Linked DNA regions of Zea mays: region 1 is linked to region 2. The links are chromatin contacts, called in public Hi-C maps. All regions are on one chromosome and are shown on one strand. Each heading gives the region's core, a stretch centred on a gene start, on an enhancer-like site or on the middle of the called end of the contact. The rest is flanking DNA. Distances are from core to core; before and after follow the strand shown.

Region 1 (2,700 bases), core at 149-2,648, 290 kb before region 2:
CAAACATTCACTGTCGGCCTATGCTTGAGACTGAATGTGAATCAGAAGTTGAAACTGAGTTTCAGAGAATTGTGATCAAGTTTGGAGTATCATAACTTGAGATCCAAACACTTTTGGCTCCAGAATTCTTTTAAGGAATTAAAGACCATATATAGGGTAACAAATTTCTTTAAGTAATCCTGAGCTAGTGCTACAATAAAATGGGAGTAAAATACCTCTAGGAAGGTGCTGTCAGTATACATAAACTTTGAGTTCCACGTATTTACCTCTAGAAGGGACTAAAACTTATCCACTGTCAGGGGGCTGTATTATTTGCTTGTTTTGTCAATGTCTCATTGATTTTCTATTCAGTGACTCGCTAGAGCTTGGGTCTTGCGTGGTGCTCATGCAGTGCAACTGCATGTCCACACTGTTGTAGCTGTTGACCGGTGTCCTCCTCGCCGTGATCCCATTTAAACCAGGCAGTGTCTACCTCGTTGCTCTGTGGGCGTAGGAACATAGTTCAGTAAAGCCCTACCTCTCTCCCCCCCGAATTTAGTCGAACTCGCCGTGTGCTAGTGCGTTCCATATTCCGATGCCTAAGGCCTTGTTCGTTTGCGTCGGATTGCACCTGGAATCGTTCCAGCTAATCAAACCAATCTTCCTCATCCAGCTCCGGGTGCTAGCCAGGTGTATTGCGCGCTGTCCTTGCCCTGACCGGTGACCACGCCATCGACATCTCGCCTCCACCGTGGTCAGCCAAGCATGGTTTACTTCTATGCTTTAAACTTAGTGTTCTAGTACTTGCATAGGGCAGTGAAGCTTATGGATCTGCTTGTTTTGTTTTTCTAGTAGCGAGTTGACCGGAACACCGCCGCGACGCCATTGATCTTTGCCGTGAGCCACTCCATCGTGTCGACCGTTCTGTTTGCGCTCTCCCTGGTCATGTTTGTGTGACTTGCTGGTCCTTCCCATGCCCTCCCCTTGAGCTCTACTGTGCCGGCCTCACCGGGATACCTCTCAACGGACCCAGTTGTTACTGGAACCGTGGTCATGGCATGGTGGTCTTGAAATCGCTTGTTCCTTGGGTCCAAGTGGGCCACCATCGTGGGGAACATATTTTAGCATAGGCTCGACTAGCGTCCTAGTTGTATTCCACTGTCCCAAGTCTTTGGCTCGTCGGAGGGGGATGGTGGGATTCGGGGATGTGGATTTGTGAATTGAATGGAAGATAAGGGTGTTTTGTGAAGTCCTATGACTCTCGGGAATAGTACGTCGGTTGGTTCTAGTTTTCGGGAAACCCTAGGGTGTTAGATGAAATGAATGGAAGACAAGGGTGTTTTGTGAAGTCCTATGACTCTGGGCGTCGGTTGGTTCTAGTTTTCGGAAAACCCTAGGGTGTTAGGTGTAAAAATGGGGCAACAGACACAGACTTCACGCGCGGGTGCAGGAATTCCTTCGTCGTTGGGCCAGAGCAGGCCACTATTGGCCCAAGTATTGTTCACTGTTTTCTATTGTTATTTTTGCTGCAGCTGGTAAAATCCACAAAAAATCATAGGAAAATAACGAAGTCTATAACAAGAGAATGCAGGATAGGACAAGACCATATAAGATAATAGAATGGGAACTTTTAAACAAGTAGTTTGCTCGCCTCTTCTAAAATGCCTATCAAGAACCGATGCTCAAGAATTAATGAAGGAAGTTCATTCTGACATATGTGGTTCTCATATTGGATCCGATACACTCTTGGGAAAAGATTTTCGATAGGGATTCTACTGGCCAAAGGCAGCTTCAGACGCAGTAGAATTATTCCAGAAACGTGACAATTACCAACGGTGCGCAAGGTAACCGAAACAATCTTCGTCTTTAACTCAATTAATTCAGCCAACATGGTCGTTACAAAGATGAGGCATGGATTTACTTGGCCCATTGCCACCATCACAAGGGAATTTAAGGCATGCTGTTGTAGTAGTCTAATACTTCTCCAAGTGGATCAAAGCTAAACCCTTGGCCATAATAACTTTGGCAACAATTCAGAAATTTTTCTGGCAAAACATCACCTGCCGCTTCGAAGTACCAAAGATTTTAACAGTCAACAATGGAATTCAATTTGATTCTGAAGCCTTTAAAAATTTCTATTACCAAGTGGGCACCAACATACATTTTGCATCAGTAAGACATCCATAGTCCAATGGTTTAGTTTAAAGGGAAAATAGCATCATTTTGGTGGGGGTAATGAGATCAATCTTCAATTTGTCAAAGGGAAGATGGCCATATGAGTTTGTTAAAGTAGTATGAAATCATAATACTTCAGTCTTGAGGTCCACAGGATTCACTTCTTTCAAACTATTATATGGAGATGAAGCTGTAACCCCAGAAGAAGCAAAAACAGGTTCAGCGTGAACTATGGCTTCAACCGATGATAAAGATAGCTAGAAAATTTCAAAAGATACCATAGAAGGGATCAGACTGCAAGCAATCGATCACATCAATGAATACCAAGCAAAAACAGTTAAACGACACGATAAAAAGGTCAAGTTAAAAAACATCGAGCCAGGTCATCTTGTGCTCTGAAGGGTAGCCAACCCAGAAACAGTGGAAAGTTACAAGTAAAATGGGAGGGTCCCTTCCTGGTCATATCTTCAGGTAGACCAGGGTCTTACAGATTGAAGGACATGGATGGAAATGAAGTTCCAAGATCATGGAACGCACATAAGCTTC
Region 2 (2,700 bases), core at 168-2,667:
GCATGACACACGAATGAAAAGTCAACGTGAACAGTACGGGGGTACTATTCATCTATTTATAGGCACAGGGCGCAGCCTGTCTAAAATTACATTCATGCCCTTTATGTTTACTATTGACTTAAGGATAATCTATCGAGGACTAGATAGCCTTTTCCTCTTTAAGTCGGTTCCTTTTTCTGCTACTGAGCCGAAGCTTTCTTGTGCGTAGCTTCGGAGCTGGTTCAACCTTCGTCCCGACCATGCTTTTCATATTGTGTACAGCTTCATTCCGAGTCCAAAGGTTCCTGTACATATATTACACTTGGGAAACATTGTTAATCATGTTTTGAGAACCTTCGGAAGTCGAAGTCCCCAACAGTATAGTTCATTAAACTACTATTTAGACTATAGTAGACACGATCATGGCTATATCATTTCAACACTAATAGAAATTCTATTATTTCTTAGTGAATAAGCAATAGGTATATAAAAACGTGTATTTTGACTAAAAATCAAAATTACGTTATAAGCAAAGGTAACATATAAATTGTTATCTTGCATTCTTTTGTTATGAAGATGTGGTCTACCTATACCTTAATCCTTTACTCTAACAAACTATATTTAAATTAATTATTAATGACATAATCAAATTACAATATACAAATGCGAAAGACAGCAAGGTCACTATAATAAAAATAGCTTATCGCATACACATTAAATTAATCGTCCAATATACACATGATTTAAGACTCAAAAATATACAAACTAAAAGTATGTATGGCTACATAAATTAGATCGCGATTAACTATAGACTACAGGGGATAGCACATAAAATCACATGGCTTCTTTTCACTTTGTTTTGAACTGGAAAAATATCTAAACAAATTTTACACAGAATCACGGGCTAGAATGAATCACGGTCATCTTCTACCTCCTAACTGGTCCTTGTGTAGGGAAGACGACGAGCAGGCCAGAAGCTCAGCAACGATTAGGGGAGGTCGGCGGGGCGTGCTCTGAGTCTGGTCGTCGGGGGCACGGTGTCGGGCTCCGGGCGTTCCTCGCCAGCGATGGGGAGGCTCGGGGCAGCTATCTGGCGACGACCAGAGGACGACGGGCGGCAGCTCGCGAGCAAGGAGAAGGGGGCGCGGGGAGAGGCAAGCCGACTGGGATCTGGAACCATGGATGTTGAGGAAGATTTTTATAGAGGGAGAAGAGAGGGCACTGTGGAGCGAGAAGGCCGGTGGCGGCTATTAATGGCGCTAGCCCGTGGTGGTGGGGACAGAGAAACGGTGGCTGTTTTCGGCGCGTGGAGGCGGAGAGGTGAAGGGGGCAAGGCGTCGAGTGGCCGGGGAAGCAAGGCGGCGTGGCCACACGCGTGCAGGCGCTGGAAGAGGAAGAGGTCGTGGGGCCTGGGGCCTGCGCGTCAGTGAGGGAAGGGGGCCAGGGTAGGACCACCTGTAAGGGAGAGAGGGGGAAGTGAGGAGAAGAGAGGTCGGTTGGGCCTTAGTAGGCTGAATTGGCCATCGACTAGGGTTTTGTTTTTCCTTTTTTAAAGAAACATCTAAATAATTATATTTAAATATTTCAAAAATTATAATAAATTCAGCAATATTATTTATAATTAAAAATACTAAATATTTATTTTTTACCAAAGTCCATTATATGAATTAATTGAATTTCATAATAAAATAGTACTATAAATAAAATCATCAATAAATTATTAGCAAACAAAAATTGTGCTCCAAAAATGAATGCAACAGTCACTTGATTTACATTTTAATTTAATCAAAAAGGTTAATTATATATATATATATCTTTATGTCATTGCTTTCTTTTATTCTAAAATCATTTCCTGTCTACTAGATTTAGCAACTAATATTGAATTGCTTTTAGTTGACAGATTTGAGGTGTTACACTTCAGACGCCTCATCCTTGGACACAGGATGAGTGTGGTCCCGTTCTCTGGCCACGTGATGACACCAAGCGTTATAACGTCGATTCCGACGAAGGTGTGCCTCGTGCTGTGGGGGTTCCTGCCCTTGCATGGTCAGTTTGTCGTCGGAGACGGGGGCATCTTCTATCCTCTAGAGGATGAAGAGGACACCGAGGAAGTAGGGCCGCGGTGCTGTCCCCTGGGATCCAACTGCTGCCCTTGCGGGCAGAGCAGCTGGAGTGGTCATCAAATGTTCCCCAATGATAAGGGGAGCATCTGGGCCTCCGTCCCCTTCTTCGGAGCGATCCGGATCCACTCTCGGGTGGGTGAAGTGGACAGTAGAGTCTGCCACCCTTGGGTGGCTGTCTTAGTCGGCCGAGGCGCGGGCACGAGAGCAGTTCTAGCCCTGGGTGGCGCAACGGCTGATCGTCGCGGTGTGCCGATGAGTCGGGGCCTTTTGGGCTCGCCACTCATCATCGTGGTTCGCGCACTGGTTGGTTGGGTTCTGACCACAGTCACAGTCGGGTCAGTCTCCGACATTGGCGAGGACCCCTTCCTGGCTAGGCTGATGGTGCGGGCTCCTGGGGCTTCCCTTCCCGCATCCAGAACGTGGTGCAGGATTACCTTCTGATCGATGATGAACGAGAGGGTTCCGAAGTGGAAAAACTCTCCGGCGTGGAAGATGATCGCAGCGCTGAACGTGATGGCCATGGAGCTGTCATGAATCGTCATCGCACCCCCTACCTGTCGCACTAGCTGTCGGTCTTTAGTCCTGACTGCGCACTACG

What was found. Hi-C and Micro-C count contacts between places; a contact is called where the count stands out from the background.
Region 1: a Hi-C map of seedling shows a contact between it and region 2, with 4 times the contacts expected there. The contact joins two enhancer-like sites. A contact is called at or near these places in 2 of 25 Hi-C or Micro-C datasets (ear and seedling).

The regions. Positions count from the first base shown.
Region 1 is chr2:128,025,754-128,028,453 of Zm-B73-REFERENCE-NAM-5.0, reverse strand. No RefSeq gene overlaps it. Among protein-coding and RNA genes, the nearest start is that of LOC103646939, 130 kb to the left of the region's middle. Within about 2 kb of position 1,398, at least 16 of the 20 cell types and tissues checked have an H3K27ac peak or open chromatin away from gene starts, as enhancers often do. A contact at or near this core is called in ear and seedling, where this site is marked.
Region 2 is chr2:127,737,523-127,740,222 of Zm-B73-REFERENCE-NAM-5.0, reverse strand. No RefSeq gene overlaps it. Among protein-coding and RNA genes, the nearest start is that of LOC100381980, 120 kb to the right of the region's middle. Within about 2 kb of position 1,417, at least 18 of the 20 cell types and tissues checked have an H3K27ac peak or open chromatin away from gene starts, as enhancers often do. A contact at or near this core is called in ear and seedling, where this site is marked.